Linked DNA regions of Mus musculus: all the other regions are linked to region 1. A link is a contact called in public Hi-C, HiChIP or PLAC-seq and promoter capture Hi-C data. All regions are on one chromosome and are shown on one strand. The core of a region is the stretch at or near the end of the contact, and the rest is flanking DNA. Distances in the headings are between cores, read along the strand shown.

The links. Promoter capture Hi-C pulls out the DNA fragments that hold promoters and counts their contacts. A called contact is a pair of places that touch in the nucleus more often than the background predicts. HiChIP or PLAC-seq counts read pairs in DNA pulled down with a chosen protein or histone mark.
Region 2: a promoter capture Hi-C map of hippocampal neurons shows a contact between it and region 1, with 5 times the contacts expected there. The contact joins the enhancer-like site here to the promoter of Pou3f1 in region 1. A contact is called at or near these places in 9 of 39 promoter capture datasets (the 3T3-L1 cell line, cranial neural crest, embryonic stem cells and 5 more), 6 of 484 Hi-C or Micro-C datasets (cerebral cortex, cortical neurons, nephron progenitors and 1 more), 12 of 115 datasets of contacts at active chromatin or transcription factors (bone marrow-derived macrophages, craniofacial prominence, embryonic basal ganglia and 7 more) and 1 of 9 other capture datasets (adipose tissue).
Region 3: an H3K4me3 HiChIP or PLAC-seq map of embryonic forebrain shows a contact between it and region 1, with 10 times the contacts expected there. The contact joins the enhancer-like site here to the promoter of Pou3f1 in region 1. A contact is called at or near these places in 5 of 39 promoter capture datasets (cranial neural crest, embryonic stem cells, frontonasal cranial neural crest and 2 more), 7 of 484 Hi-C or Micro-C datasets (cerebellum, embryonic stem cells and nephron progenitors), 19 of 115 datasets of contacts at active chromatin or transcription factors (astrocytes, bone marrow-derived macrophages, craniofacial prominence and 10 more) and 3 of 9 other capture datasets (embryonic stem cells, liver and pancreatic islet).
Region 4: a contact with region 1 is called in an H3K4me3 HiChIP or PLAC-seq map of forebrain, with 9 times the contacts expected there. The contact joins the enhancer-like site here to the promoter of Pou3f1 in region 1. A contact is called at or near these places in 7 of 39 promoter capture datasets (the 3T3-L1 cell line, cranial neural crest, embryonic stem cells and 4 more), 14 of 115 datasets of contacts at active chromatin or transcription factors (craniofacial prominence, embryonic basal ganglia, embryonic forebrain and 8 more) and 2 of 9 other capture datasets (embryonic stem cells and liver).
Region 5: an H3K4me3 HiChIP or PLAC-seq map of neural tube shows a contact between it and region 1, with 8 times the contacts expected there. The contact joins the enhancer-like site here to the promoter of Pou3f1 in region 1. A contact is called at or near these places in 15 of 39 promoter capture datasets (the 3T3-L1 cell line, the C10 cell line, cranial neural crest and 8 more), 12 of 484 Hi-C or Micro-C datasets (B cells, ECoMG myeloid progenitors, the G1E-ER4 cell line and 8 more), 19 of 115 datasets of contacts at active chromatin or transcription factors (bone marrow-derived macrophages, craniofacial prominence, embryonic basal ganglia and 12 more) and 4 of 9 other capture datasets (adipose tissue, embryonic stem cells, liver and 1 more).
Region 6: a Hi-C map of cortical neurons shows a contact between it and region 1. The contact joins the enhancer-like site here to the promoter of Pou3f1 in region 1. A contact is called at or near these places in 8 of 39 promoter capture datasets (the 3T3-L1 cell line, HPC-7-derived erythroid cells, cranial neural crest and 4 more), 9 of 484 Hi-C or Micro-C datasets (cerebral cortex, cortical neurons, embryonic stem cells and 3 more), 19 of 115 datasets of contacts at active chromatin or transcription factors (bone marrow-derived macrophages, craniofacial prominence, embryonic basal ganglia and 10 more) and 2 of 9 other capture datasets (adipose tissue and pancreatic islet).
Region 7: a contact with region 1 is called in an H3K4me3 HiChIP or PLAC-seq map of embryonic basal ganglia, with 2.8 times the contacts expected there. The contact joins the enhancer-like site here to the promoter of Pou3f1 in region 1. A contact is called at or near these places in 7 of 39 promoter capture datasets (the 3T3-L1 cell line, cranial neural crest, embryonic stem cells and 3 more), 8 of 484 Hi-C or Micro-C datasets (embryonic cerebral cortex, embryonic stem cells, ganglionic eminence and 2 more) and 13 of 115 datasets of contacts at active chromatin or transcription factors (bone marrow-derived macrophages, embryonic basal ganglia, embryonic forebrain and 8 more).

The regions. Positions count from the first base shown.
Region 1 is chr4:124,656,339-124,659,038 of GRCm38.p6, reverse strand. Pou3f1 (POU domain, class 3, transcription factor 1) reads right to left here and starts at 1,393. Exons shown (of 1, transcript NM_011141.2): 1 at 1-1,393. The coding sequence starts at 1,332. It overlaps Gm2164 (predicted gene 2164), which reads left to right and starts at 1,552. Exons shown (of 11, transcript NR_168006.1): 1 at 1,552-2,199.
Region 2 is chr4:124,301,759-124,304,458 of GRCm38.p6, reverse strand. It overlaps 1700021L23Rik (RIKEN cDNA 1700021L23 gene), which reads left to right. Exons shown (of 5, transcript NR_166446.1): 5 at 1,030-1,624. Among named protein-coding and RNA genes, the nearest start is that of Gm12916, 3.2 kb to the right of the region's middle. Within about 2 kb of position 1,333, at least 9 of the 459 cell types and tissues checked have an H3K27ac peak or open chromatin away from gene starts, as enhancers often do. A contact at or near this core is called in hippocampal neurons, where this site is marked.
Region 3 is chr4:124,275,655-124,278,354 of GRCm38.p6, reverse strand. No RefSeq gene overlaps it. Among named protein-coding and RNA genes, the nearest start is that of Gm40242, 4.6 kb to the right of the region's middle. Within about 2 kb of position 1,289, at least 51 of the 459 cell types and tissues checked have an H3K27ac peak or open chromatin away from gene starts, as enhancers often do. A contact at or near this core is called in astrocytes, cerebellum, embryonic forebrain and 4 more, where this site is marked.
Region 4 is chr4:124,177,498-124,180,197 of GRCm38.p6, reverse strand. No RefSeq gene overlaps it. Among named protein-coding and RNA genes, the nearest start is that of Gm40242, 94 kb to the left of the region's middle. Within about 2 kb of position 1,382, at least 19 of the 459 cell types and tissues checked have an H3K27ac peak or open chromatin away from gene starts, as enhancers often do. A contact at or near this core is called in craniofacial prominence and forebrain, where this site is marked.
Region 5 is chr4:124,243,899-124,246,598 of GRCm38.p6, reverse strand. No RefSeq gene overlaps it. Among named protein-coding and RNA genes, the nearest start is that of Gm40242, 27 kb to the left of the region's middle. Within about 2 kb of position 1,343, at least 2 of the 459 cell types and tissues checked have an H3K27ac peak or open chromatin away from gene starts, as enhancers often do.
Region 6 is chr4:124,205,368-124,208,067 of GRCm38.p6, reverse strand. No RefSeq gene overlaps it. Among named protein-coding and RNA genes, the nearest start is that of Gm40242, 66 kb to the left of the region's middle. Within about 2 kb of position 1,312, at least 4 of the 459 cell types and tissues checked have an H3K27ac peak or open chromatin away from gene starts, as enhancers often do. A contact at or near this core is called in cortical neurons, where this site is marked.
Region 7 is chr4:124,359,251-124,361,950 of GRCm38.p6, reverse strand. No RefSeq gene overlaps it. Among named protein-coding and RNA genes, the nearest start is that of Gm52719, 7.5 kb to the right of the region's middle. Within about 2 kb of position 1,255, at least 8 of the 459 cell types and tissues checked have an H3K27ac peak or open chromatin away from gene starts, as enhancers often do. A contact at or near this core is called in embryonic basal ganglia, where this site is marked.

The sequences.
Region 1 (2,700 bases), core at 144-2,643:
CAGTGTGTGGTGGTGGTGGTGGTGCAGCGCGGCCGGCGGGGGTGGCGGGGGCGCAGAAGGTGGCGACGCGCTGCCCCCGCCAGGCCCCAGCTCCCCAGGCGCATAAACGTCGTCCATGGGCGGGTGGCCCGCGCCGGCCGCGGGGGTCATGCGCTTCTCCTTCTGCCGCCGGTTGCAGAACCAGACACGCACCACCTCCTTCTCCAGTTGCAGGCTGTCGGCCAGGCCGGTGATCTCGTGCGCAGACGGCTTGGGACACTTGAGAAAGTGGCTCTCGAGCGCGCCTTTGACACCCACCTCGATGGACGTGCGCTTCTTGCGCTTGCGGCCCTGCGCCGCGATCTTGTCCAGGTTGGTGGGGCTGCCGCTGGACGAGTCGGTCTCCTCCAGCCACTTGTTGAGCAGCGGCTTGAGCTTGCACATGTTCTTGAAGCTCAGCTGCAGGGCCTCGAAACGGCAGATGGTGGTCTGCGAGAACACGTTACCGTAGAGGGTGCCCAGCGCCAGTCCCACGTCGGCCTGGGTGAAGCCCAGCTTGATGCGTCGTTGCTTGAACTGCTTGGCGAACTGCTCCAGGTCGTCGGAGCTGGGAGCATCCTCGTCCGAGTGCTCGCCCACCGACGAGCCACCACCGCCCGCGCCCGGGTGCAGGTGCGCCGCCGCCGCGTGCAGGCCGCCCGCGTGTGCATGTCCGTGTGCGTGTCCGTGTGCGCCCAGGTGCGGTGGTGGCGACGGCTCCAGCTGTGCCTCGTGGCCGTCCTCGTGCAGTGCGTGGTGCAGGCCGGGTCCCGCGCCGCCGCCTCCCGCCGCCAGCATCCCGGCCAGGCCGCCGCCGCCGCCACCGGGGTAGGCCGCCTGAGCGTACAGCCCGAGCGGCTGGGGCTGGTGACCCCCGCCGGCCCCGGGCGACGGCGACATGGCGGGGCCCAAGTGGTGCGCTGTGCCGCCTTGTGCCCATGCCGCGCCCGCGTGGGCCGCCCCTTGGTGCACCAGGCGGGCGTGGAAACCGCCGCCACCGCCGCCGTCGTCAGCTCGGCCGGTACCGCCACCGCCTGCCTTGCCGTGTTCCAGGTGCGGGCCGCCCGCCCAGTCGCCGCCGCCGCCTCCTCCCGTGGGTAGCCATTGAGGGTGCGCTAGGCCCACGGGGTGGCCCGCGCCCGCGCCCAGCCACTCGTGGTGCATCAGCTTCTGCACTTCGCGGTACGCGGCCCCCGCGTGCAGCCGCTCGGCCGCCGCTGCCGCCGCCGCGGCGGCATCGGGATGCATGAGCGGCCCTGTGCCCCCAGCTCCGCCGCCGGGGCCCCGCGGCAGATACTGCGCGGTGGTGGCCATGCCGCCCCGCGCCCTGCGCCGCCCCGCCGCCGCCGCCGCCTCGCTCCGTCTGCGGGCCCCGCCGCCGCGCTCCGCCGGCTTAAAGCCCGGACCCGCTGGGCGCTCCGGAGCCCCACCCCGCCCGCCGCCCATTGGCTGCCCGCGGAGCCGCCTCCCGCCTCCCGGCCCCGGCCTCCTCCCCCCGTGCCCGCCCGCCGCCGGGGCCTGCAACCCGGAGCTCGCTATTGGGTCTCGCTCCCGGGGTCCCGCGCGCCGGCAGTGCTGATTGGCCGCTGGGGCTTCATTCATGACCCCCACCACCACCGCCCGCGTACACATTCACGCCCCGGGGGCGCGGCCGCCACGTGGGGAGTGGCGCGGGGGTGGCACTGGGACCGCACCCCCTCCGGTCCCGGCTGCGTGGGCCCCGCTCTCACCGCAGCGCGGGAGACTCGGAGCCCGGTCGGTCCCCACGTTCCACACAAGCTCAATTTCCGCCTGCATCCCACTGGGGCGGGCGGGGGATTGCGGGCTCCGGGAGGCGCTCGGGTTCCGAGCAGAGACTCAGCCCCGCACTCTTCCCTGCGCTGCGCCTCTGCCTGCGGGCCAGGATCCCGCGAGTCTGGGCTGCAGCGAGAGCGAAGCTGCGTGGCTTCCCGGCTCGGTACCGCGCGGCTGCTAACCTCCGGGGCCTCGCCTCCTGCGGCTGCCAGGTCGCATCGCGTTCTCCCAAGGTCTTGGTTTTCCCTCTACTCCCTCTAGACTCAGCGCCACAACTAGCTGGACCTCTGCAGTCCTGAAAGTGCAGCAGGCACGGACAGATTCGGATCGGCTTGGGCTTCACGCCTCTCGCCGGCTCGCCTTCCTTTCCCTGGGCACCGAGGCCAGGTGAGTACCGCGTGGGCAGTGCTGAGCCAGGACAGTGAGCCGCTGAGCCTGTACGCGGAGATGCAAGCTCCAGGAACCAGTTGGGCTCCAGGGTTCTGGAATGAGAGAACCTCGGGGTGGAGACTGGTTCCAGAGAAAGCGCCACCAGTGGGTGGGGAATGGACACTGGGCCCTGTCCTGCGCTGCTGTAGCCTTTTCGTGTTGTTTTCCTCCCAGCTGGAACCGGTGGTCTGTCGGCAGCGCTGGTTGTGCTGGGGTTATGCCGCCCGGAAACTTGCAGAATAGGATTTGTGGACTGACTTAGGGAAGGACAGTTGGGCACCTCGGAAATCCAATGTGCAGGCTGGCAGCTGGCAGCTGGCAGCTGTCTAGCCTCCCGTGGAGTCAACTCGGACTTGTCTGATAGGGAATTGAGTTCGAGGTGTCCTTGTTGGAGAAGTGGACAGTGGGATGCGGCCAACTTCTTCATCCCTGTCCTTGTTTTGTGTCTCTCCTAAGGAT
Region 2 (2,700 bases), core at 84-2,583, 350 kb after region 1:
TGCATTGCTCGGAGCTGCCGTGACGAACAGCTGTACACTGGCTCTTTAAAGCAATGTGGACTTACCAAGCCAGAGGTTGTAAGTCCAAAATCAAGAGGCCAGCAGGGCTGCGCTTCATCAGAAGGTCTGGGAGGAGACACTTCCGTTGCCTCCTAGCTCATGTTGGCTGCTGCTGTCCCTGGATCTCTGACTATAACCGTATTCCTCTATATTCCGTCTCTATCTTCACACGACCCTCTTCCATCTTTGTGAGCTCTGAGTATTGTTGTGTCTTTTCTTGTATTGAGTTTGGTACTCACTCAGATCATTTTAAAGAGATCACATCCCCAGAGACCCCACTCAGGGGCTGGAGGGTTGGCTTAGCAGGCAAGAGCATTGCTCTTGCAGAGAAGCTGAGTTTGATTTCATTAGTCTGTCCATCGGGTGCCTTACAACCATCTGTAACTCCAGCATCCTCTTCTTGATTCTGCAGCCACCTGTAGGCACGCAAACCCACAGATACACATAATAAAACCAAATCCCAAATGTAAAAGCAAAGCCCCCTAGTTCCACATAAGTCACATAAGTCCAAGACATCTTTTTGTGGGGACAATCAGTCCATCTCCTCTGGCCATTAACAGTGTAGTAGAGCGCTATGAGCAACTGCCTTAAAAGTCCATCTAGCTACAGCCACTGGGATGCTAAGCACTCAAGAGGGAGTCCTGGGTAAACCTCACTTTCGCACCCATAGGTTCCACTCACATCTCCCAACATCCCCACCATCTGCCATTGTCTCAGATGGTGTGATGGTGTTATTCCTTGTAACCAAGATGAGCCATTAATAAAACTGAGTTTTAGCTGGGCCGTGGTGGCACACGCCTTTTATCTCAGCACTTGGGAGGCAGAGGCAGGTGGATTTCTGAGTTCGAGGTCTACAAAGTGAGTTCCAGGACAGCCAGGGCTACACAGAGAAACCCTGTCTCGAAAAAGAAAAAATAAAAATAAAACTGAATTTCTTTATTTTTCTCCCATACATTTGCCTCGTTTTAGCATCAAGACTCCAAGATGCCCCAAAGTTCCTTTTGTGGAAAGCTGAACATTTCTCTCCTGTGCTGGCCCGGTATTATGATTTTTTTCTGAAACAGTCACTTCCTGTCACAAGGATAAGTCGACTGTTCCCAAGGCATCCCGGAGAAGCCTGAAGTAGAGTTGTTGGTGCATGCTGAAGAGGCCTTAAGTGAGGCCACAAAGAAATCTGACTAGGAACACAGCATTCTTTGAGCCAGCCTTGCAAAGGCTGCCTGCAGTGAGGCTGGCCCCACCTGAGTCATCTCTGAGTGGGAAGGACCGGAGCCAGCTGTCTCTTCAGGCTGGCGGGGTTTGTATTTCTCTGCCAAAGTCACACTTCAAGCAAGTGAAACAGTCCTGAGTTGTTAGCTGGGGTCAGAGTCACAGCGCCACTCAATAGACTTCCCTCTCCCCAGCTGTCCTCCTCTGTCCTCCGCTTCCCAGGCTTCACAGGGGCCGAGGCCCTGAGGGAAGGCACATTGCATTCTGACTGTGTGCAAGAAGAGTCTATGTTCTGACACGATCGCCTCCCAGAACTGCAATTCTATTCATTCTATTAAAAAAAAAATTCCACCTATTACTGTGTATATTCAATGTGTGTCTATTAGGATTAGCGTGTGGTGGGTGGATTTCCCCAGCTTAAAGATTCCTTCAATCTCTCTCTCTCTGGCCCCTCCCAGATCTCAGGAGGCCTTTGCAGCCTAAATGGAAACCCCCAAAGTACCCCCAACATTATGCGCCCCAGGCTTTGGTGCACATGTGGACAGGCACGAATATCACCCAGCCTTTACTCCTTCAGAAGGGAGACCCACAACAGACAACTGGGAGACTTAGAGGCAGGTGGTGGCGGTTGGGGTGGGGGGAGCTGGCATCCTTTCATGCCACCCGTGTACCTTTAGGTCTGCTAGCCCCTGCTTGTGCTCCCTGCATCTGCACCTCCCTAAAAGGTCTGATCCTGAGCTCAGGTAGTAGATCAATGCTTAGAACTTAGCACCAACACCTTCCTGTTAGCCAGACTTTGACCTTGATTCTCAGGATATTATCCTCTTTCTTCCTTTTTCCTTCCTTCCTTCCTTCCTTTCTTCCTTCCTTCCTTCCTTCCTTCCTTCCTTCCTTCCTTCCTTCCTTCCGCCTTTTCTTTCTTTCCTCCTTTCTTTCCTTCTCTTCTCTTCTCTTCTCTTCTCTTCTCTTCTCTTCTCTCTCTCTTTCTTTCTTTCCTTCTTTCTTCCCTCCTTTCTTTCTTTCTTTCTTTCTTTCTTTCTTTCTTTCTTTCTTTCTTTCTTTCTTTCTTCCTTCCTTCCTTCTTTTCTCTCTCTCCTTCCTTCCTTCCTTCCTTCCTTCCTTCCTTCCTTCCTTCCTTTCTCTCTCTCTTTCCTTTCTTTCTTTCTTTCTTTCTTTCTTTCTTTCTTTCTTTCTTTCTTTCTTTCTTTCTTTCTTTCTTTCTTTCTTTCTTTCTTTCTGAGTCAAAACTTTCATTGAACCTGGGACTCATTGATTTGGCTATCGTGTTTGGCCTGTAATCTTCCAGGTATCTGTCTGCCTCTGCCTGTGCTGCACTGGGATTACAAACATGTGCTCCCATGCCTGATTCCCCCCACCCCATGGGTTCTAAGAATTGAATTCAGGTCCTCCTGGTTGTTTATCAGATACTTT
Region 3 (2,700 bases), core at 40-2,539, 380 kb after region 1:
CTTGGGGGAAACTCCAGCTGGCCACGCACCAGAAATAATGGATGAGAAAGGGGTCCCAGTGGTCCACCAGTTCCAAGACCCCACGGTGGGCTCCTCTCTTCCTCCCTTTCTCCTGACATTTCGCTACCAAGGATCCCCCACGGCTGTAGGCTCCTGTGTTTTCGTATTTCTCACTGCGGCTGGGCTCTTTCTGAGTCCTCCCTCCCCACCCCAGGTTTGTCTCTGTGGATCCTACAGAGCTGATCCTTGGCAAGGCTGTCAACGCTCCCCGGCACAATATTAGCAATTTAAATGCCTCTTTGCCAGGCCTGATGGAGCTGATTCGGTTGTGATCCTGGGCATATGGATGGCATATTTGCCGCGAGCTAGGTGAGACGCGTCCCAGAAGGACCGCCGCCAGCCCCCCCGCAGCCGCTTCCCCACCCGCTCGCTCCCGGCGGCCGGAGCCAGCGGTCCCTGCTGCCCACTTTGTCTCCACCGGGGGCCCCCGCTGCTGGGGGACAAATCTTTCATTCATGAACGGGAGCTTGTTAGGCCAACTCCGGACTCTAAAGCCACTTAATTAAATTGTGGAAAGTTGCTTGGCCCCGGTGGGAAATTTGCACACAAAGGCACCGGGGTCGGGGCGCTCCCTCCAGCCGGGAGCCACACAACAAAAACGGGCTACACCGCGCGCTCGCGGCCCCCAGCTCTGCACCCCGGCTCCCCTGCCTCCCCCCGCCCCCCGCCACTGCTACGCCTGCAAAAGCGGAGCCCCTCATTACAGGGCGTTTGTTAGGGCATGTTTTCCCAGCGATTCACTGACGGGCCTTTCTTTCCTTCCTCGGCAATCAAGGGCGGCAAGTGGAGGCTGAGAGTCCTCCATGGCCTGATTGCTGAATTTCCAAAGGGAAGAGTGTAAACAGGTACATTGAAAAAGGCTCTTTTGAACAATTATGTAAACATTCCAAACACTATTTGAAAACTTTCACAGTGGAACCGTCACGTGGGGCATTCTTGTTTAATTGTGCGGGGACAATGCTTGCTGGCTGGCTACCCCAGCTGTCTGCAAGACCCTGCGAGGAGACCGCCATGGGTGTTCCGGCTCCCCTGGCCTTACAGAAGCCTGCCCTCGGAGCAGAGGCCCGTCCTCTTTCTTCTGCCCGGGTTTCTTCGGGATCTAGTCCAGTGTTCTGCCCATGGGGTGGGCTGGAAATTCTCGACGCAAGTTGCCTGTAGATGCTCAGTGAAAACTTCTATGCAGAGCAGGCTTTTCTTCAAAGCATTAAAGATACCAAGCAACATTGTTGGCAAGATTCCCCTCCCCATGGGAACGCCCCTGGCTCAACGTTCCCGCCTCTCCTATTCTGTCTCTAGTTTGCTCTCTCTTCTGCCTTTGTTTCCATGTGGCTTGGAGTCTCATGATTCGTTAACTGATTATGTTGCTGGAAGTTGGAAGAATTTAAGTGCCACACGCATATTGCTTCATCTCTTACTTTCTGGGGACACCAGGGTTGCGGCGGCTTCTCATGCATACTTTTTAATCATTTTATATCCAGTCTCCCAGCGTTTGGGATCCATCCAGCCCACAGCTACTGTGTCTCCAGCTTTGCAGGGAATGCCTGGGCGAGCACTGTCAATCTGGAGACTGGGGCACAGCTTGTTCAGTTTTTGTTTCCTAAAGTCTAGTTCTTAAATGCTAGGGAGTAAAGGGATGGGAGTGGCGGGGGGGGGGGTCCTAAATGTTTAACGAGAAGGCATATTACACATATGAGGATCATGGAGACATAGAAGATGTTTATAACAATAAAGTTTTTTAAAAAAGGAAAGGAAGAAAGAAAAAGAAAAAAAAATCAAGCCATAAAATTCTATCTTCACTGTAGCAGCCAGACCAAGAAACACCCAAATTTGCCAAAGGATGGGAAAGGACCAAGTAGGGCCGGGCGTGGGTGGTGGCATATGCCTTTAATCCTAGCACTTGGGAGGCAGAGGCAGGCTGATTTCTGAGTTCGAGGCCAGCCTGGTCTACAGAGTGAGTTCCAGGACAGCCAGGGCTACACAGAGAAACCCTGTCTTGAAAAAAAAGAAAGAGAGAAAGAAAGAAAGAAAGAAAGAAAGAAAGAAAGAAAGAAAGAAAGAAAGAAAGAAAGGAAGGAAGGAAGGAAGGAAGGAAGGAAGGAAGGAAGGAAGGAAGGAAGAAAGGAAGGAAGAAAGGACCAAAAGGACCAAGTAGAAATGAAAACACTTTTTCCGGAGAATGGGAGTCTTTAATGTCCATGTATTGCCTTGTCAAGGCAAGGTTTAAAAATACTGGAAAACGCCTCTGTGCACAGGTGGTTAGATATAAAAGCCACCCCAATAGCCTGCAGAGAGTCATCCACCCCGGCCCGCAGCACCGACTATCCATGCACAGGATTGGGACCAGAGCTTCCGAGCAAATTCCTCCAGTGTAAAGAGAAGTCGAGGCTTATCTGTGTGTGGAGTCCCTAGGAGGCAAGCACAGAACCACAACTACAAGATGAGTCAGAAATGAGGTCGACAGAAAGAGCCATGCTCAATAGGGTCATTTGAAGAGCAGGGGCCAGAAGGGAAAGTTCTTTTTTTTTCCCTCTCACAGGACTCCCTGAATACGTGGGTCTCAGAATATAGCTGTCTCCTAGGCTTGTTAATCTGACTATAGTGGATGCTCACCGTCCGCCGGTTCTGTGTTGGGGTCTGTGC
Region 4 (2,700 bases), core at 133-2,632, 480 kb after region 1:
TAGCCATTCTCCTTGAGGGAGTCTGTTCTAGGAGTCATAGAGTACTTACAGTCATTTAAGACAAATATTTAACCCATGATTGAAATTATGCTTACAGAATAAAGGAGGCCTTTTCTTAGTGATAAAAGTAACATTAGAATGTATTGTGCTAAAGCAAACACATGCACGAAGTATTTCAGAACCCTGCTAGAGTTCTAGTCTGCAGAGCAGAAACACTCTGCAGGTCTGGGGTGATGGTGAAGTTGGTAAGGCACTAGTCTTGAAACCACAAGGCTCCCCAGAGTTTGAGGCTCACCAGAACCCTGCCAAGCCTGGTGTTGAGGCTTGTAACACCAGCACTGAGGGCAGTTAAGGTCCTCTGGAGAGCCGATCTAACCTAAATGGTGGGTTCCAGGTCAGTGGGAAACCCTATCTCAAAGGAGGTGAACACCATTCCTGACGATGGCTCCTGAGGCTGTCCACTGGCCTCCACATGCACACATTTACACCCACATACGTGTGTGTGCATGCACATGCATATGTCCCGGTGTCTCCACGGGGACATTGCAGAGGGGGATTGGCATGGTGAGCCTGCCAGAGTGTTGCCGTGCCTTGTCTGCTAACACAAACTCCAGCCTCTCATGGGACCTCATCTTCATGATGGACTCGGCCACATGTCACCTGGTACAGGGCATCTCAGGCACCTGTGTTTCCTGGTGCCTTTCCACTGATCTCCAGTCCAAGAGTCCCAGAAATCCCAGGGGCGGTCAGACTGCTGGGACAGTGAATGGAGAAGGAGACCTTAGCATTTTTGGCCCCTGGGGTACACTTTGGCTCAGAGGATCGAGAAGGAGGCTCACAGTCAGCTTTGGCATAGAGGTGCAGCCCACTGACTGGGAGTAGGAAGCCTTAGTGGATGTTGCTTTGGTTATCCCAAATCCCAGAGCATAATAGTGACTGGGGCTAGATAAGAGCTGAGGACACTTCTCAATCCTCCTAGGTCCTCAAGAACCCTTGAAGTGACTTGAAGGACCAGGCCTAGCTACCAAGGAGACAGAAAACGCAGGGATGTGAGGGGCAGCTGGGACTGGTAACAGAGGGTGTGGGGAGATTAGCAGGGGAAAAAATGGAGGCAGCTAGGAATGGACAGGACAGGGAGGGGTGTTGCAAAGACGGAAGAGAGACCTGAAAATAGACAGAAACTGGCAAGACCTGACGGGCCCAGAGTGGTGTATGGGAAAAATGTATGGAAAGCGCTGATGCAAAGAATCTAGCTGGGTGAGTAAGATGGAGGGGGCGCGGGGACCCGGGCGCCTGGCGAGTCTGGGCCGCTGCTACTCAAACACAGGCGCGGGCGCCCTTTGGAGAAGTCGGCGCTCAGCGGAAACGCTAACTCCGCGGGCAAGAGCAAATGTAAAGAGCCCTGAGAGCACTTTGTGCAAATATCAGGCCGGGAAGTGCTGCGCCCGCGGAGCTGCCGGGCACCTCGGCGCCCCCGCGCCCTCGGCTGCGCGCTAATTCACTTTGCCGTCACCTCCCCGGGCGGGGGGCGGCGGGGCGCGGGCAGACGAAGCGTTCTAAGGGCGCGGGGCAGCTCGCGGGGCTCTGGGGCCGCGGCCCTGCCTAATGGAGCAAAAGACAGATCAGCAGAAGCCGGGCAGGTGCAGCGGGAGGGCGAGCATCGCCAGCGGTAAAGTCAGAGCCAGAGCTGCAGGGAGGACTGACTGTGTCGGGGGTCCTGTCCTTGAATTTGGGGGCTCCCACCTGTAGGTGGTCAAACTCTCTCAGCAAGACCTCCTGAGCCTCTGAGAGAAAAGGATGAGATGGAAAGGGATGCTGGAGAGGAACGAGGTTCCTAAATGCTCAAGGGCAGTTAACCATTTACCACTGTATAAGTGTCTGATGTGTAAATGCAATAATGCTTTTAACAAAAGCCCACCTTACAGATGAAACGGTTAAAGCACAGAGAGAGCCAGTCACCCATTCAGGGTTGCACAGACAGTAGCTCGCTGGTGAACAGTCTCAATCTGGCCTCAGAATTTACTCTCGAGCCCCTGACAGGGATCTGTTTTATGGATGCATTCATTTTTCTTGGGAGGGAAAGGAGGCTCAAAACTCTGGAACTGTGAGCCAGGTAGTGAAGCCTCAAGACACTAAGGGGTCGGCTCAGAAAACACGAGTGTGGGTGGATTCGCGGGACTCCAGTTCAATGTCGTGTTCACCACTAAGATGTTGAGAAATGGATTCAGCCTATGGTCGCGGGCCTATCAATCAACCTCACAGGGTTATTGTAAAGATTTGGTTAGAAAGCGTGCATGAGGAGCCTGGCCCGATATCAGCCTTGGTGAATTTATTTGATTGATATTTACCAAGAGTGGGCTCGATGCTCTTGCAGGAAACAGGGGTTAGTTCCCAACACCCAGGTCTCATGACTCATAACTGCCTGGAACTCCATTCCCTGTGGAACCAATGCCCTCTTCTGGCCTCTGAGGACACCTGTATATACCACTACCATCCCCGCCCCACCCAACACAAATGAAAGTAAAATAAACCTTACAGAAATAGCTGTACTGGGGCTGGAGATGTAGCTCAGTTGGAGAGTGCTTGCTTAGCATACAGGAAACCTTAAGTTCATTCACCAATCTCAGTATAAACTGGGTGTGATGATATATACTGTGATATATACTGTGATATCAGCACTTGAGCGGTAGAGGCAGAGTA
Region 5 (2,700 bases), core at 94-2,593, 410 kb after region 1:
TTGTAGGAACCTGAGCTTGAGGTTGTGGTACTCAGCTCCTCACCTTCTTCTCCTGTGGCCTCTGCTTCTCTTCCTGTGTGTGTCTCCTTCCTGTGCTCTTTCGGTTTTTTATTCTTGACAGTTTTATACAGGTATGTATGTAATGTCTTGTGACCACAGTTCCCCTGCCCCATTGCTCTTCCATGCTCTTCCACTCCTGATCCTCTTCTTTCATACTGGTCCCTCTCCAACGTCTATGTCTCTTTTCTCTTCTGCTCTAGTGCTAACGCTCAGTTGCTGTGTGTGTTCATGAGTGCAATGGGAATATCATATTCACAACAGAGCATTTCATAGCACTCCATCCTCTGGTTCTTTCTGCCCCTCTTCCACTATGCTCCCTGGAGGTGGCATAAATATCTTGTTTAGGGCTAAGAACTCAACAGTCATGTCGTCTTAGCATTTTGGTCATTTGTGTGTGTGTGTGTGTGTGTGTGTGTGTGTGTCACTTGCTGCAAAAAGAAGTTTCTATGAGCAATATTGGACACAGTGCTAATCTGTGGGTATGGACACAAATATTTGGAAGCCAGTTTGACTACACATCTATTTAGAAAAACATCAATAGTAGTTACTCTTTCAGGTCTGTGACCTCCCCAGCCATAGCCTCCTGACCAGGTTTACAGTACTAGGCTGTAGGGAGTGGTTCCGATGTTCTGATTGGGAATGTACGCTGAAGGTCCTGTTCACCAATTGGCTCTTGAACAATCAATAAAGATGCTAGCAGCTAATGGCTTGGCAAAAGAGGCAGGACTTCCAGTTTCCCCGCAGGCAGGCTAGCAGAGCAGGAGAAAAGATTCACCATGCTTCAGAGGAAGAGTCACCAGCCACGTGAGAGGTCAGGCAGAGTAGCCATTGACAGAGCCTACACTCTACCCTAGGCACGTGTTCCTGTCTGTGGAACAGGCAGGCCTATAATCAAATCAGAAAGTGGTTGGTTACCCCACCTGCACCTCCAACAGTCAGCCACTATTGCACACGTGGGTATAACTTGCTTGGCAGGTCAGTATTGCAGTACATAGGGTCTGCAGATGGATAAGATCACTGGTGGACTTTCTCCCCCAACAGACCACATAGCATCTTCCAGCATTATAAACACTAGCTGGCATCCTCCTTGTATTCTTGTCATTGGCTTAGGGTATACCAAGAAAAAAACCAAGATGATTTCATGTCAAGATCCTTAATTACAACTTCAGAGTCCATCCTGTTCCCCCCCACCCCTTTCCATTAAGGTCACATTCAGATATCGGATGTTGATATATGTGGAGGAAAAGTGCCATTTACCATTCCAGAAGTTTGGCCGGCAAGTCCCCACTGTCTGAGAGTTCTGTTCACGGATGCCTGCCTACTCCAATGCTACACCTGGACTGAGAGCAACAGAGGCACAGGCAAAGCCACTCCGCTTTACTGCTCTGCATTCTGGGAGCTTCCCTTTGTCCATCTGTGTCCAACCTTTTACAATAAGGATTTAATTATAGAAAGCTAAGTTTTCCCTTGCAGCCACAAGATCCCTGGCTGTTTCCACACCAAACTATACAAGCCACATGGCTCTGTACACATTCCAAACGTTTCCAGAAACCACAAGGAGGTAAGTATCTTTATTTCTTCCAGAGCCTGTCTCACCCAGAAGGGCAGATGAGGGTCTCATTATTTGTATGGATGAGAAAGATACATAATTCTAGAAATATTAATTCAAGCCAAAGCTTCATGCTTTTCTTTTTTATGTACAAATTATGCAACATAATTGTTTTACAATGATTAATATTATTTCTGGGCCCTAACAAACACCATTTACAATGCAAATCTCCTCAGGGCTCCAGGAAGGTACTGTAATCAGGGCGAGTGTGATGGCTGCCAGGATGGAGGAGGCTGTGACAGAACCAGTGTGAACCGGTCCTCAGGCGTGAGCTTGAACCCTTCCCAGAAAGCCCAGGAATCTCCGTGGCTTATCCACAACATCCAGCGAGGCTTTCGGAGGTCTCTCAGGACCAGTTGAGCGTGTGTCTCTGAGTTCAATGGCAGTGTCATCAACTTCCACTCTCTTTCCAGAGGCTTCTCTTCAAAGTCACGTGCTTTCGCTCCTAACCAAGAGAAAGGCACATGACTAGGTGGTGGGAAGATGGGAAATCGGAAAATAACAACATGGGAAAATGTGTCAAAAGTACCCATCTGTTCTAATCCATCCCATCATTAATAACAGCACCTCCCCCTACCCAGAGAAGCAAAGCAGGGGCTTCCCGCTGGGCTGTACCCTCCCCCCATTTCTGGGTGTCATCTCCACCAGTCACTCCTGCCATCGATCCGTGCTTTGCTGTCCTTGGATCCCACAGACGTGTGATTAGCACACACTTTGCACTGCACACACACTTCCCGTCCCTCCTACTTCTCACCAGTCAGAAGCCCTCCATGCTCTGCCACCAACTTGTCCTTGTGGCTGCTCTAGCTCACTTGGCTTCCCGCAGGGGCTCCTGGGGCCGCACGCAGGGGCTCCTGGGGCGGCACGCAGAGGCTCCTGGGGCCGCACGCACGCACACAGGAGGAATCACCCCACTCTGCAAACGCATGAAAGGTACAGAATGCATTCTCTGGAAACTCCTGTCACTCTGGGTCAGGAATCCTCCCTACTGCCTCACTCCCATAGTTCTCATGCCCTGTGCTAGAAGTGTG
Region 6 (2,700 bases), core at 63-2,562, 450 kb after region 1:
CCCAATGTTGGTCAAGGATTCTGTTATATCATCAAGAAGAGTTAGCCATAAGGACAGTACTCTGAGATGGTGTGGAAAGGGTTGGTCATCCCTCTCCCTGTCCAGACTCTGCCTCTGGGAAGAACTCATGAAGAACTAACAGTTGACGGATTCCAACCTGGTTAATGACAAGATGAATCTTAGTGGTGAAGAATGAGTGTGTCCTGTATCTGAGGCTTAACGAGTTTCAAGAGTTCCAGTGACTTGTCATACAGCATGAAGCATGATGATGAGAGCCGGGGGACAGGCTGGGACTGGATTCAGGAAGAGTCCCTCGAGGTTCTTGCAGAGCATCTGGAGTTTGTGCTTGTGCCATGGGAGGGCTGTGAGCCGAGAAGTGGACACAACTGTGTAAAGACTTCCTCCAGCTACTGGGTAGAGAATAGGCCTTGGAAATACAAGGCAGGAAGCAGTGATATGATCTAAGGAGCTGCTACTGTGGCCTAGGACAAGACGGTGACAACCGGGGAGCACCTACGACACAGTTGAGGAGGAGAATACGTCTGGGTATAATGTGTGTCGGCCATTAAATACGCTCATTGGTGTGGGAATGGAAAGCAAAGAAGAATCCAGACTATCCCATGGCTTTGCAGGGTGAGCACACCGATGTGGTTACTGACTGAGAAATAGTGACCGTGTATATGTGAATACTCGGGGCAGCACAGGGCAGGGTATGCTTTGCTAGAGATCAAGTTTTGCTTTGAGCATCGAAGCCTTCAGATGTCTACAAAGCCCTCAAGAAGAAACTGAAGTGGAGCAGGTACGTGTGCCGGTAAGAGCACAGAATAGGGCTAGAGAGCATGTTTTGACATCATTAGCATATAGATGCTATTCCAGAGCAAGGCCTGCACTGAGGTTACCTAAGGAAAGAGCCACAGTGGAAGAAGTCCAAACACTGATCCTCAAGGGGTTCTGTGGATCAAGGATCCACAGCCCTATAGATCAAGGGCAGTCTTCAGTCTTGACTTCGGCCTTGGCCCTTACAGGCCGCACGCCCGGCAGGATAAACTGCGGGGAAGAACTGAACCTCCAAGACCATTTTGAAACTAATTTGAATACTGTATGTACATAATTAAAAACAGTTGGCCCCAAAGATTAATAACTCCTTCTACATCTTCCTTTGACAGGCGCTGTGATTTGCCGGGTGGGGCGGGCGGGGCGGGTTCGTTCTGAGTTGTTTAACACCTTCACGTTGCTTTAAGCAAAGTGTGGGGCGGCGACAGAAAATGCCACATTGCAGATGCCTGACTCAGGGACGGGACTCTGACTTCACGCCTCCGATCGAGGCAGAGACTCACTTCTGACGGAGGAAAAGTATTATAAAAATATATATGTAACACATATTCTATTCCTGATTTAGGTCTATAATCTTATGAGCCAGACTGTAATGAATAAAGTTATAATTAGCTGTAGATGAAGAACACGCAGCCGTGTTTTCTAGGGTGCACTTTAGGGCTCCGGTCCAATCTGCACATTTACAAGCTGTGCTATTCTCATCGACTTCCACAGACTCCACTCAGAGACAGAAGAAGCTGCATTATTGATTATAGAGTGTGCATCTCGCTTATCTCTCTACTACACCCTGTGGGGTGTGCAAACACAAGAGGAAGGAACAGCCAGGAAACCAGGAAAACACAACCCCATCCTCACGAAATCTTCCCCCAAATAGCAGCGTGGATGCTTGATCTAGGCCAGAAAACCTCTGGCATATCACCCCCACCACTACCCGCTACCTACACGATTTATAAGTTTGAGCGGATTAGATAGAGATGACCTTGAACTGCTGCCACGTGTGCCGAGAGACCCTAGGCAAGTCATTTCCTCTCTCTGGACCCCGGCTTTCCATCTGTGAAATGAAGCGTGGACCTGATTGTCTTCAAGGGCTTTAACATGTGTTCTAGCCGATGAAACCCAGAGCATGTCACCAGGCAATGTCCTGAAGGACCAAGACCCTTGCTGTCTAAGATCCTGGCCCCTACATACTTCTTCTATATGTTTGATGTAGTCTATAATAGCGTGTGCTGAAGGTTTAATAACTGGCTCCTCCATGTAAAAGCTCTAGTTTGTAGTGTCTACCAATTCCTGCAGTGTAAATGCTACTGCTATGGTGGGTCACAGTACCAGCATGGTGTCACTGAAGACAGAGCTGAGAGGAAAGAGAACATTACCATTTCTGCTAACCAGTCAGCTTTCCAGCCATGTTGGGAGTAACTGCTCAGTTTTCTCCACTGCTCTGGACACATACTAGGTAGGGGCCAACGCTACTGAAGGTGCTAAGGATACTGGCCTTTGGGCCCTTTTCTGGCAAGCAAACGACTACCTTCTCACTATATCTCACGCGCGCACACACACACACACACACACACACACATACACACACACACACACAGAGAGAGAGAGAGAGAGAGAGAGAGAGAGAGAGAGAGAGAGAGAGAGAGAGAGAGTAGGGGAGAAAACACATACATTGGAGTCTCTTTCTTATAGGATGTCAGTTCTATGAAATCAAAATCCCGTTATGACCTGTTAGGCTTTTAATCTGAAATGCAGCCCACGGGCTCTTGTCCTTAGGATTTAGCACTAGTTTGACAGCTGCAGAGCCCTCAAAATATGGGGCTTGTCTCTTGGAAGTAAGGGAAGGCCACTAGGGGCCAGTCTTTGAAC
Region 7 (2,700 bases), core at 6-2,505, 300 kb after region 1:
TACATTTTCCTTTGGGGGCATCGCTGGGTTGTGTCGGATATGTAGAAGCACCATCTTCAATTTTGACTTATGTGGAACATTTTTTTAAATGAATATTTCAAGTTATTACTTTTGAGGAGTCTACATGTACCATTGTTAGAGGACATAGTTCGTTAACTCTCAGTCCTTTGCAGCTTATTGGGGTTTATGTTAAGGTCTGATATGTATCTCTTTGGGAGAAGAGTTGCATACTGTGGATGTCTGAGATAAGGCCCCATAGCTATGAATTAGGTAAAGCTGGCTGGTAGTGTTGCTCAGATTTCAGACTTTCTACATCCCTCTTGACTTATGAGAAGGTTGTGTTGAAGTCTCGTTATCAGAACCAATGTATGCCCTATGTATGCCCTACTTCTTGAGGATCTGCTAAAAGATATACCTGTAGTTAGGAGGGTGTGATATTTAAACGAGAGATGTTTGGTCCCTGGTTAGTGTCATTGTTCCAGAGACTGAGGAGGCCTTGCCTTCTTGAAGGCTATACATCACTGGAGGGGAGCTTTGAGAACTTAATGACTGGTCCATTTTGAGTTGGCTCTCTCTGTTTCTCCCCTGAGGTTCAAGATACGGGCACTGCCCATCTTGCTTGTTCTGACTCAGGGGGAAGCAGACCCCATCCTAGCTCTGCACAGTGGCTGTCCGCCAATTCCTGTGAGCTTCAGGTGCCAGTGGAGAGACAAATGACCAGCTCAGCCAGGCTGAAGAGGAGAATTTTGCTGCAAGACAGTGATGAGGCTCCAGGAAGCTGCAGTCCTTGCTGACAAGTTATTTTTGTGTGGGTGAAATGAGCCAATTCAAGCCAGATTATAAGTGGGGTATAGATTTTTTGGGGGGGGAATGGTTATTTGATAGCTCAGGCTGGCCTCTAACTCACCACAGTTTTCCCACTCAGCTTTCTCAGGCTAGTGCCCTAGGTATTACAGGTCTGAGCCGCCACAACCCATTGCTTCCATTAAAGAACATGCTACATTTTTCAAAATTAAAGGTATCTTTTTAGGAAAGGGTCACAAAGCAACGGGAGTGACAGACTGCAGCTTACATCCAACTTCAACCCCAGAGCCTGTGCTCAGCCCCAGGCTCGCTCCTCCGGTTCAGGCCTCTGTCATACAGTGAGAAAGCTGATGTTTAAAGAGGAGAAGGGATTTGTCCAGGGTCACAGAACTAGCAAGCAACTCACAGTAGCTCAGAACTCAGTTTATCTGACTACAAAGCCCTGTACTCTCAACGTGGCGCTGCCTCTGGTGGCTTCCCACCCTCTGACTGCCACTGTTCCTGCACCTTTGACTCCAAACAGAGACCCCTCCGTCACCAAATAATGTGATCAAATCAAACCTTCTTTCCATACAATTAGAAAACATAACAGGTTACAGCATTTAAAAAAAAAAAAAGCAAAAACCTCCAAAGCTGCTCAAAGCTAATTAATTTCTATTACTAGTGAGAGAGGACCCACTTAACATGTCTTTTCTTATTCAAATTACCATTGACGGCACCTGCTTTTTTATTCTTGGGAAATCCTGCTACAATGCGGGTAAATTATGTAAGACTGTAGAATTTATGAAGATAAGGCAATTAGCATCACAAAACCAAGTCCGGGTTACAATTTCTGGGGAATAGAAAGAAGTGTGGTGCTCCCTTAAATGGCCCAGGGAAGTCTCACAGACTGAGTTAATCCCGAGGTAGGCAGGAAAATTGAAGGCTAAACGGTGCCCGTGATGGTGGGGACTGAATTGTCTAGTTCTTTTGGTGACAGGGGCTGTCTGTGCCGAGAAGGCAGAAGCCTGGACATCTCCTGCTTCCCCTGGGAAGAAGAGGGGTGGATACAGGATTCCGGTGGCGGGGAGGAAGAGGAAGTTTTAAGGATTTTTGGTGTTTGGGGTCAAGCAGAGTCCTTCACCTCGGGGTGGGGGGTGGGGAGCACCCGGGATGGATTTTTAAAGTTTTCACTGTGGCTCAGCCACAGTGCAGCTGCTGCTCGACAGGTGCACACTTACAGTGCTTCTGTGAGATTTCAGGCTGCTGGAGGGCTCTTCAAGTCACAGTGAGCCTGGAGAGGGCCTGGAGATCCCTGCCAAGGGTCACAGAGCTCAGGAGGTGAAGGTAGGAGGGGTCGGAGTTCAAGGTCATCCTAAGGTTTGTTCACAGTGAGTTTGGTCCAGCCTGGGCTATCCAAGACCCCATCTGCATAGACCAAAATAAGTAAGTAAGTAAATAAATATACACAAATAATAAATTTAAATAATTCTTTTTATATAATTATGGTATATTTTATTAGATAATAAAAGTAAATAAATAAGTAAGTAAACAAACAAACAAAAGATCCAATGGCACCCTTGAACTAGGAACACTTGATTGAATAGCTAGAGATGCTGTAGCTATGGGGTTTTCTTCTGAGAGTGTGTGCAAAACTTAAGGTGTGGATTATGTCTACTTGCATGTCTGGGTGTACAAGTTCTATTAAATGCTGAGCAAGTTTTAGGCCACTTCCTCTGAATTGGAAGCCAACTTATATTATTTGGGGTCAGGAACAGACAAGAGCCTTCCCCACTCCCAGACAAAAGCACGGTGACTCCTGCTGCTGGGCACATCTGGATGGGTTAAGATTAGGATGTGTGTGGTAGAATCTGCCTTCTGGGCTCTGGCTTTGAATATCAACTGCTAGCCATTCAA